2 separate regions of the Mus musculus genome follow, and region 2 is linked to region 1. The links are chromatin contacts, called in public capture Hi-C maps. All regions are on one chromosome and are shown on one strand. The core of a region is the stretch at or near the end of the contact, and the rest is flanking DNA. Distances in the headings are between cores, read along the strand shown. Region 1 holds the start of E130018O15Rik (RIKEN cDNA E130018O15 gene). Region 2 holds the start of Sorcs2 (sortilin-related VPS10 domain containing receptor 2).

What was found. Capture Hi-C pulls out chosen DNA fragments and counts their contacts.
Region 2: a contact with region 1 is called in a capture Hi-C map of embryonic stem cells, with 3 times the contacts expected there. The contact joins the promoter of Sorcs2 here to the promoter of E130018O15Rik in region 1. A contact is called at or near these places in 3 of 39 promoter capture datasets (liver, neutrophils and stem cell-derived epiblast-like cells), 1 of 484 Hi-C or Micro-C datasets (embryonic stem cells) and 1 of 9 other capture datasets (embryonic stem cells).

Annotation. Positions count from the first base shown.
Region 1 is chr5:35,386,593-35,392,241 of GRCm38.p6, forward strand. E130018O15Rik (RIKEN cDNA E130018O15 gene) reads right to left here and starts at 1,884. Exons shown (of 2, transcript NR_152157.1): 1 at 1,833-1,884. Hmx1 (H6 homeobox 1) reads left to right here and starts at 2,269. Exons shown (of 2, transcript NM_010445.4): 1 at 2,269-2,897; 2 at 5,146-5,649. The coding sequence starts at 2,525.
Region 2 is chr5:36,393,868-36,399,510 of GRCm38.p6, forward strand. Sorcs2 (sortilin-related VPS10 domain containing receptor 2) reads right to left here and starts at 4,272. Exons shown (of 27, transcript NM_030889.2): 1 at 3,699-4,272. The coding sequence starts at 4,178.

The sequences.
Region 1 (5,649 bases), core at 634-3,133:
ACAGGGCTAACTTGGGAGTTCCTGACACATACACACCCTGCTCCTGAGTGGTACCACCACTTGTAGTCCGTAGGATCCAGAGGCCAAGTAGTGTGGCTGTCACCCTCTTTCTAGTGCTCCCAAGCCAGTACCAGGAGATGTGGATGCCCTTTCCCCATTTCTGACCACCATCCCTTGCTGGTCTAGTACTGAGGCGCCACTCTGATGCACGGCTCCAGAGGGAGTGCTGGGTAAGACCAGGCAGGTCTCTCTCTGCCCAATGGAGTATGGGAGCAGCACTTATCCACGGTGTAAGGTGTAACCGGTGTAACCACAAGGGGCCAGGACCAAGGGCCAGGGCCCTAGGGCAGAGGGAATTACAACCCTGGTGCCTAAGAAGCCCAGCCTGGCTCCCCCATCCAGAGAGCAGAGAAATAAAATGGAAGCCACAGCACCCACCCAACAGGCTCCATTTTACAAGCAGGAAGGTACTGTTCACAAGGGGAGCCTGGAACTTGCAGAAGTTGGACGGTTCTCTCCATCACCATTTTTAGTAGGGCTCCTTTCTGGTCTGTTTCTTCATCACTTCAAAAAACAACCCCGAGCCCTGCAGTGATGCCTCATGCCTTTAATCCCAGCACTCAGGAGGCAGGGGCAAAAGGATCTCTGGGCTAACATAGATACCCTAACTCGGAAAAACGAAAAACCATATCAAAACAAAAACAAACCACCACCAACAACAAAACCAACCTGAATTGGCCGGCCCAGGGGTTGTGCCTGATTCCTACAAACAAATATCATTGCTAATTTCTCCCTCCCCGCCCCCACCTCTACCCAGGTCCCTGAGTATGTCTGAGCTGGGACACCCAGGAAGTAACAGCACTTGGGACACTCTGAGTCAAAGTTGGAGACACCCAACTTTGACTCAGAGCCCTCACCTATGAAATGTGGCTGCTTGCCAGCGATTCCTCTTGCCTTGCCCAATATGGCTCCAAAATCAAGTCCTATCGTGCACAAAACCCACTTCCCATCCAGGTTTCTAGCCAGGGTGCAGACCCCAAAGGTTCCTTAGCCTGGCGGCTCATCCATCCTTCTATATCCTCAAGAGCCACTTATAGTGGGAGGGAGGGGAAGCGCTCTCTTTTCACATTAGTTTTTCCCTTTGAAGTATAGGGTGACTCTATTTCCCTCTATTTCTCTTGTTGGGGAGATTAAACAAAGTGGGCTCCGGGCCTGCAGTTGCCTTCTCCTGGACAGTGGGACACACTTCTTTACGCACTGTCTGTGACCCGCACTGAGCAGCTAGATGGGCCTTCCGTGATAACCCGCATCCAGTGAAGCGTTCCGCTCAGTGACTAGGCTGTCCCCCTATTCCTGTTGGAAGTGGATCACAGCTCCGTTGGTCTCAGCGAAGTCTGGGTTACCCTCTGCGGCCTTGCTCCTGAAGCGGGGGAAGAAAATTCACTTTGTGCAGGGCAAGAGAGGCAGAAAGAGGAATTGTTCCTCAAGACCTGCAGTCCCGCACAGTGGCTAGGCACGAAGCTCTTACCAGCCTGAAAGAGAGTGAGAAGGCCGGGCAATGGAGGTGCCAGAGCAAATGTAATCTGTTCCTACCCAGCGTGACACCATGGGGCACCTTCGGGCTTGACTCTCTTTACACACCGAAACTGAGCCCGGGATATGAGAGCATTCCATCGCAGCGCGATGGCACCAAGAGCATATTTCGTTACGCGTAAGAGTTAAAACATGCTGCGTCTCTGCAAACTTGTTTTGGCAGAATCCCCGTTTTAAATTACACGCGAGGTCTTAAAAAAAAAGAAAAAGACTGCGGCCCAGTCGGCAATAGTCCTTACCCGCGCGCAAATACACAGTCACAGGGACTCACGCACAAACCGAGCGTTCTGCGGGTTCCGACACGCTCCCGGAGGGTGAGCAAGGCTCTCCTCGGATGCGATTGGCCAGTCTGGGCTTCACAGCGACCCTGTAGCCAATGGTCGACCTCCCAGCCGAGGCCCCGCCTTCTCCCACTCCCTGGCGCGGGTACCGGGGTGGGGGGCGCCGGAACGCATCTCGCGGGGTCGTACCCCCAGGACCACCGGGTCTCCTGCCCTGGGCCCTGCCACCACCTGCGCGCAGAGTCCGGCCGGGCAGCATCTCCGGCAATGGCTTCTCTCCGGGCTGCAGCGGGTCGTTGGGGCTGAGCCTACGAAACTCGCGCCGCCCCGCCCCCGGCACCGCCCCCTCCCCCTCCCGTGAGGCCAGCCGGGGCGGCGACCTGAACCGCTCGGAGAAACGCGAGGGAGGCTGCTGCGGGAACGGCCGTCCGCGCGCACCCGCTCCCGCCCAGCCCAGCCCGGCACAGAAGCCGACGCCCGCCTCGTGGAGCCCGACGCCCTCACTCCGGGCAGCGGCTCTCCAGGGCCAGGCCGCGCGTGCGCCAGGCGGCCGTTCGCCACTATCCAAACGGGGCCGGGAAGAGCAGCTGCGCCCCAGGCAACCAGGGACCCCCAGGATCCCAGCCTTGCCCGACGGGCCCGCGGCCGCGATGCCGGATGAGCTGACCGAGCCCGGGCGCGCCACACCAGCTCGCGCCTCCTCCTTCCTCATCGAGAACCTGCTAGCAGCCGAGGCCAAGGGCGCGGGGCGCTCAACCCAGGGCGATGGCGTCCGCGAGGAAGAGGAAGAGGACGACGACGACCCCGAGGACGAGGATCCGGAGCAGGCGCGACGACGACTACAGCGGCGGCGACAGCAGCGCGCGGGCAGCGGGCCGGGCGGGGAGGCGAGGGCCCGGGCACTGGGCCTAGGGCCCCGGCCGCCTCCTGGGCCCGGCCCGCCCTTCGCGCTCGGCTGCGGAGGTACAACGCGGTGGTACCCACGGGTGCACGGCGGCTACGGAGGTGGTCTAAGTCCTGACAGTGAGTGAGGTTGCGGGGAAGGGGTGGGCAATGGTCAGGGCTCTGCTCCCTCCCTATGCATTCTTTTGGTGACTTCGGGCTTAGTGAGCTCCTAGTCTTCCTGTGTACTGGGGCCTGGGTGGTATGAGATCCCCTTGGATGGGCAATTGTTGGAGACTGGGGATGGCACTGCATGTAGGAAGCTGCTAAGGCTAGGATCAGGCCCAAGAACACAAAATTCGGAGAGGAGAGTGAAATAGGCCTCGGAAAGATGAGAAGGGGAAAGAGTGTGTTTGGAGAAACATCGAAGGTGAAAGGGAAGTGAAGGAAGAGGAAAGGTGGCAGAGGAGGGGAGGCCGCGGGGGTCAAGCACTAAAATAAAAGGGGCAGAGCTGAGAGACCACAGCTATGGAGGCTGGATGGGAGGCCTTCTTCTATAGCAATTGCAACCCCAAAGTATCCTTTGCCCTCCCTGCTGCGCAGTAAGACCATGGGCTGGGCCTGAGCCTGCGTTGGGTCTTCTCAGGCCCAAAGGCTGAGGCTGGTAGGAGCCCACTCTGAAGGGTCCATCCCACCCCTCTCTTCTTTTCTTGCCCCTCCCCCTCTTTGGCCTTTGTTTCCTGCAGAGGGCTCAGAGAATGGGGGTGGGGGCTTCTCAGTCCCAGAACCCACTTACCCCTCTGGCCTGGACATCCTGACTCTGACTGCCTGTCTCCAGAGGGTCCAGACCTCAACCTCTCTTAGGACCTGCTCATTAGAGAGCAACCCTTGAGACTAGAAGGGTATTTCAACCTTCCTCACCCCAGCCCCTTGAGCCAGCCGGGTCCCTAAACACACAGACTTATATATAACTAAAGGGTGCCCACCCAGGCTCTGTGTATAAGCTTTGGGGTAGGAGGTGGCCTGGGGCCCGTTCTTTTCTATTAGGTACTCACCCCACTCCTGGTATGGAGTAGGACAAGTCTCCCAGCCCAGGTTTGGAATGCCTGCCTTCTTTACATAAGCTTAAACAGGGGTCAGTAGTATCCAGTGAGGAGGCTCTTGCAGGGCGCATTTTATTCTCCCTTTTAGTTGGGCCATCCTCACCTGTAGTCCAATAGTCACCACCACCCCCACCCCCACCCCACCCCGGCCTTTTGCCTTATTTCGTGCCATGCGGGTTAGAGTTCTCTGTTCCTGTTGAGTCAAGCGAGCAGGTGAGTCAGATTAGCACTTTATGGCAACACATGGACAGACCTCCGAGTGTAGGGGCTTTGGGTGTCTTTGTAGGACCTCCCCTATGGTCTGGCTGCATACACACCATCCTGCTAGGCGACATTGCATGGGCACTGAGGGGGATGCTTTCAAGGAAACCAGGCGGAGTTTAGCTGTAAGCACAAGTCCACTGTACTGAGGCATAACCTGGGCCAAAACCCACCTTGACCTCTGATCCATCGGTCAGGCAGAAGGACAGACCAGCCTGAATTGGTTTCATGGACCCAGATGTCTAGAGGAGAAGTGGGAGCCCACGGGAACTTATTTAACCTGGTGACATCCCTTGTACGCCCTGAATCTGGGACTTGGAGCATGAGCCCAAAGGTCCTCTGTGGGCAAGACCCCAAGCGTAGGAGATGGTTGGGGCAGGGTAGGAATGCAGTGATTGGTAGAACAGCCTTACTCCTTGGTCTCTTGGAGCATATTTTGCTGCTGCAGAGGGCCTGCCTCTGAGGGGATCTGGGTCGGGGTTGTGCCAATGTCACCCGGTGGGATTTCTCTGGGGAATGTGCATTTGTTTCTCCTAAGAGTTGTTTCCTTGATGTCTGCTCCACGTGTGTGATGGGGAGGTCTCAGCCCCTGGCGGTTAGGTTGTATGTCAGTCTCTGTGTGTACATAACTTTGAAGGACATCCTTTCTTTTGTCCCGGTCCTCTGCCAGCCTTTTGTGAGTTGGCGGTGGGTTGGGGGCTGAGGTAGAGCTGAGCCAGGGGCAGTCTCAGATGTCAGTTTGTCTTTTGGATTAGCCTTTTTCTTTCGAGAATTTTCTCTGTCCTTCTCTGGGTGTGCGCTGCCACGTGTTTGCTGCGGCCCAGGTCCTGGGCTTCATTTTTGGCCTCTGCTACTTTCCTGCCGGCACCCCAACCCCCTCCCGCCCCCGCAACCCGTACGCGGGGCGTGTTTCCCAGTTTGTAGCGTTTGAGTGAGGAGGATTTGAAGGTGGGAGGAAGCCAGTCTCAGTGACTCCTAAAGGCAGACCCTTAGAACCCGCCACTATGCCCGTTTCTCCCCTGCAGCAAGCGACCGGGACTCTCCGGAGACCGGCGAGGAGATGGGCCGCGCAGAGAGCGCCTGGCCGCGGTGCCCCGGGCCGGGAACCGTTCCGCGGGAGGTGACGACGCAGGGCCCGGCGACCGGCGGGGAGGAGGCGGCGGAGTTGGCCGAGGCTCCAGCGGTGGCGGCGGCGGCGACAGGGGAGGCGCGCGGTGGCCGCAGGAAGAAGACGCGCACGGTCTTCTCGCGCAGCCAGGTCTTCCAGCTCGAGTCCACTTTCGATCTGAAGCGCTACCTGAGCAGCGCAGAGCGCGCGGGCCTCGCCGCCTCGCTGCAGCTCACGGAGACGCAGGTCAAGATCTGGTTTCAGAACCGCCGCAACAAGTGGAAGCGGCAGCTGGCAGCGGAGCTGGAGGCGGCCAGCCTGTCCCCGCCGGGTGCGCAGCGCCTGGTCCGCGTGCCGGTGCTCTACCACGAGAGTCCCCCGGCCGCCGCGGGGCCCGCGCTGCCTTTCCCGCTGGCGCCGC
Region 2 (5,643 bases), core at 3,022-5,521, 1.0 Mb after region 1:
CTGATGACGTCCTTCCCATCAGGTGACTGTGAGCTCCAGGTGCTTGCTCAGAGGACGACAAGTGAGACCCGCTCCCTGCTCTTGGGAGCAGAACTGTTTCAGCCCCCCCCCCCAAGGTCCATAAATTGAAGCCCAGGACTTGCAAATGAGTGAATCAGAAGTAGGACTTCTAACTGTGATTCCATTATACTGAGCTTGTCAAGATGGCCTTAACCCAGTGGTTCTGGTGTCCCAATAGGAAGGAGAGAGCTCACGTTCCAGGTGCAAACAAAGGGTCAAAGGGACACTGCTGTCTAGGACCCACATTGCCATAGTCCTTTGCCACAAAAGCCAGAGCAAACTAATGCACCTGCCCTCAAGGAACCTGGCCTGCAACAGTTCCCATTCAATTCAGGCAGAGGCCATAATCCCTCTATACAAGAAACTGAGGCTGACAGCCTGCCCTTGGCCTTCCACCACAGAGAACCCACCTTCTGACCTGCACTGGGCTCTCTGCATTTATATAACACGACACAGGGTAGGGAGTCCAGCCAGATGCCTAGAGCGGAGTATGCTCAATCTGCCCAGAACTATCTAGGAACAGCCACCAGCACTTCCGGAGACACAGCACAGGCTAGAAAAAAGTCACCGGTCAGCCTGAGGAGCAGAGATGAGACCTGGATGTAGAAAGTTTGAACCCAAGTTAAACCATGAGTTGTATTCAAGTGTTATACAGAAAGGAGCCCAGGTGAGCATACTTAAAATAAGCCCCAACGGCAAGTAATTTCCCCCAAAACAGTTCCTCACATTCCTACCAGGCTAACAAGAAATTGCCACCCCTCAGATGGAGCCCAGCACAGAAGTCTGTTTCCCACCTTCGTATGTCCTCTCTGCCTCCAAGGGCAGTATGGAGACCCAGAGCCCTGTGTGCACAGCCCAACCCAGGCCCATCAAAAGGCAACCCTGGTGGGTTTCCAAGAAGGATTCATCTCACTTGTAACAATGTGTTGGCACAGCGAAACGTCAGCTGGAGAGGCCCTGTTTGAACTTCCAAGTGAGTCCTCTTCCCTATCTCCATGGGAGCGGGAAAGAATGGAGCCTTCACAGGGAAAACTCACATATGTTCCCAGAGCTGGAGTGACAGAGACTGTCTGGGAACCAGCTTGAGTCCCGCCATCCCTCAGCCCATCCCTTAGCGGGATGCTTGGGATGCTCACTAATGTCTTTCAGAGAGTCTGTGCCCCTCCCCCAGCCCCCCTCCCCTAGCGGTCTTGTTTGGAAAAGCACCTGATGTTATAAAGCAAACACTCTGCTGTGGACCGCATCTGCAGAGGGCAGAGGCAAGCAGCAGAAAGGCAACCCCATAAAGACAGCACTCACAGAGTCCCTCAGTCTACTCTGGTCTCATCCAAGCTTGCCGAGGTGGTGCTTCAAGCAAGAGGTACAGCCAACTGCCAAGTGCTGGCTCTCATCTTTGTCCCTGTGGCTGCACACTGAGCACGGAGGGGGAGCAGCGCACTTCCAAGACACTTCATGTGCCAAGAATGTGCTGTGCACACCAGATCTAAGAGAACTGTGTTTAAAGGAACCGGTTTCCTGAGGCAGCCCTCACCCATCTTTTTCTACTCCTGGGTTTTCTCAGACAAGGTAAACCTATGAGTGCATCCCCAGCCATGGGCTGTCCGTCAGGGTTTCTGGAGAGAATCTTCTGCAAGGTCCATGAGAGAAGGGAGAAGACAGAAGACAGAAGTCAGAGAGATAACCGGGTAGTGTTTCCGTGCTGCCCCTCACATTCATCACAAGCTAGGTGCCACCTAAGTGCCAGGCTGGGCCCAGGTGTCCACATCTTATGCCTGCCCCCATGTGATAACGGCTGCAGAAGAGGGTCCCTCAGAGCTCAGCCAGTCATTCTCCATCCTCAACTCTCCAAGGTGCCTATTCAAGGGGCAGGCTATAATCTCATAGGGGGTTCAGCTGGACAGCAAACAGCCCATACTAGAGGCAGCTGGTCTCTTTTCCTATAGATCCATCACCCCCACCTGGTGTCTCACTCTCTTTCATACCATGAAGCTAAGTGACAAAGTGACAAGATAGTTGAATTAACCACTTCAGCACCTCAGATCCAGATCTCAGTGTGTTTCTGTCCCTTTCAGTTCTTGCATTCTGGGCTACTTACTATTCAGTCCTCAAGAATGGCCAATGGCCCAGGGGTCCCGGTTTATCATTGGGTGCTAGCCAGCACTAAAAGGCTGGGACCAGCGGAATACCTAGAGGCGGAGGGCTTGGTCAAGGTGCAGTTGAGGACATCAGGGCACCTCAACTCCCTTCTTGGGAGGAACACCCAAGTACTCTGTTCAGCACCCTGACTGCCCCCTGCTGGCCAGATGCATCCACAGCACCAGCTCTGCCCTCTGAGGGCTGCTAGTCTTCCTGGAGATGCCATTAGCTTAGGGACCAGTGAAGACACCTGCACCCTGGACAAAGCCAGCCAGTAGGGAAGGGGCTGGCAGGACTGGAGTTTAGGCCAGCCAAGGCTACATGGTGGTCCCTTCCCTAGTACAAATGGAAGCCTCCAAGCAGTCACCGAGAGTGCGAGGAGAGGAGACGGGGAGGGGGGGGGGTGTTTTAAAAGTGTCTGCAGCTTCATTATGTCCACCTGATAACCCAAAGAGAAGACCCGCTCACTCCACTTCCCAGTGCATGCAGGGACTCTGGCCCTATGCAGTCTCCTAAAAAACTTGGAAGACAAGGAAAAGAGGTGGAGTCACCTCCTGAGGGGTGGGGTGGGGGAGGAGTGGAGAGTCTGTGTGGACTGTGGTACAGGCAGTGAGGAGGGATTCCTGGCTCTCTCTCTTCATGAAAACACACTTCCCTGGAGAGCAAAGGCTTGCAAACCTGGAGTGCACACACCTGAGATTCCCCAGAGGGGACAGAGTGACTCTGACCTTTAACAAGGAAAAACAAACCCCTTGAGGTGCACTACCAAAAAAAGGAACGGGGAGTGGCTGGATCCTAAATCTGGAAGAGCAGGAGCGGGATGGACGCTGGAGCTCTCCGGGCAGAGGGAGAGGCATGGGAGAAAGGGAGGGAGGGAGTTGGCGCACTGCTCTAAAGACCACAGAACGTTAAATACTATTAAACACCCCATGGTCCACTCGGACCAAAGACAGCTGTGGGGCACACTAGGAGGAGCAATCCTAGAATTAAGAACCTTCGAACAGGACATGGAACTGTCAGGGATATCATGGACCCTGAGGTCAGCATAAATGAAGTAGTAAGGACGCCAGAGGTGGCAATTCCAGAGGTGTTCTCTGGAGCTGCTGAGTGCAGTGCAGTGTGTGGGCGACCCACCCACTGTCCACGCGGCGCAGAGCTGGGTAGCCCTCAAGGACCTGGAGTTGTCCCATGCTGCCCAGATCCTGACGACTCTAGGGACCTTCCCTGTAGCCCAGATCTAGAGGCTAGGGGTGTTTCTGGTCTCCAGATCTTCGGAAAAACCTTCTGAGCGAGACAGAATCTCACAAATTCGAGGACCCTTCCAAAAGTAACCCATAACCAGAAGCCAGTAGGGGCGCCGCCGAGGTGACCCGCGTCCCCCAAGTAGCCAAGAATGCCCAGCAGAGTGACCGCGGGTGGTCCGGAAGTAGGGGGCTGTGGTGGTCTCCCTGGGTATCCCGAGGTGTCCGGGCAGGGCCGGGGTGAGTGCGGAGGTCACTTACGCTGCTGTTCTCTCCTGTCCAGTGTACCATCGCCTGGTTGTGCGTCGCGTCTCCCTTGAGCACGAACGACGTGCTGATGAGCGAGACCTGTGCGCGCGAAGCCGAAGCCGCACCGGCCACCGGCACCGCCCGAGCCCTGCGCCCCTTGCCCGGAGCTGGGGCGCCATCGGTGCTGGGACCCGAAGCAGAACCCGGACCGAGACCCGGGACGCTGGGTTCTGATTCTCGTGCCTGTGGATCTTTGCGATCGCCGGACTCCGTGCGTCCCGCGGGCAGCAGCCTAGTGATCTGCACACCGGGACCCTGGCGCCCGGGCTGGGGGGAGCGCCCCATCGCTCCGCAGGCAGCCACCAGCACCAGCAGCAGCAGCAGCAGCGGCCACGAACGTGGCCAGCACGGCGGCAGCAGAGCCTGAAAGCTCCGGTCCGGCGCAGTAGGGCCAGGACGCTTCGGGGCGCTCGGGGGTCCCCGGTGCGCCATGGTCGCTGGTAGGTAACGGCGGGGCGGTGCGGACGACACCGCGGCCGGGAGAGCGGGAGGGCGCTGGGAGCTTGAGCAAGAGCGCAGAGAAAGGAGCCGGGAGGGAGGGAGCGCGGGAGGAGGGGACTCAACGCCGCCACGCAGCCAAGGGAGCACCGCCACCTGCCGGCCGCGCGCAAGCCACCGCAGCTCTGGGCTGGGCCAGGCCGGGCCAGGATGTCCTGAGTGCAGTCACACCTCCAAGACCCCTTCCTTCTTTCCTTCCTTCCTTCCTTCCTTCCTTCCTTCCTTCCTTCCTTCCTTCCTTCCTTCCTTCCTTCCTTCCTTCCTTCCTTCCCAGTGACTCCTAACTTTATCCTCGCTCCTCTTCTCCCACCCACTTTTCATCCTCCCTGACTTTCTCGAGGCGTCTACACTTGACCAGCCGGAGTTCCAGGCACTTGGGGCACAACAGGGTGCAACAAAGGGAAACAGGCCACACCCAAGTAGCCCGCTTAGAGGCCAAACAACTCCAGAGTAGCCGTTCTGCGGAGGTGGGGAGGGCGCCTCCTCCGGGCGCTGCTGGAGAGAGTCAAGGGGACGCCTGCGAATCATGAAAACCTGAAAGATGTTCCAGGCAGCTGAGGATAGTGCAGGAACCTTGGGGTGTCGCCCAAAACCAATTTAGTCCCTCAGACTCTGGCTTTATCTCCCACCTCCAGGGGGAGCCCCTGAACATATTACACCTGAGTAGCGGTAGCAAGGAGAGAAGAACAGAGAGGCAAGGTCCCAGCCAGAAGGTGTAGGCCAGCACAGAACATGAGGAAACTAGCCCCAGAGCTCACCAAGTCTTTAATTCAATGTCAATAAAAGCAGCCATTATTACCAGCCCCTCTGCCATCCAGAACACAAAGCAGGTGCCTGCCCAAATAAGGCCAAGAGTGCAGTTGAGCTTTGTCCCCTCGGCATCCTCTCAGGAGCAGGGTCTAGGAGACAGGGAGACTTGGAGACCAACACTGAAAGGCCCCGCTGCCTGCTGGGTCTCTTCACTCCAGGGAACAGAGTAGAGCAAAGAACAAAGTATCCAGCAACAACAGCTGAACTTGCTCCCAAGGTTGAACTCCAGTGCCCCCTCCAGGAATTTCTGTTCAGCACAAGTCATTTTGCCAGGGCTCCGCTGTGCCAAGCACTGAGCAGGACTAGAGCGCCTGCCCCTGCCCCGTGTCCAAGAAGGCCTCCTCCTGTGGAATGTGCCCAGGCTGCACCCTGATGTAAACTTCCAACCCAAAAAATTCAGGAGCTGAAGTCCAAAGCCAGGCAAGGGCGCACAGCTGTGGCGACATTTGGTCTAGCAAAGAAAGGGCAGCGAAGCCTGTCAGTGTGGGGCTGAAGGGGGTGGGGAAGGAGAGGAACCGAGAAGATAATGTGACCAACTCCCATGTGCCTTTTCCAGATCTGGGGAGTGGGGGTGGGGTGAAGGGGCTTC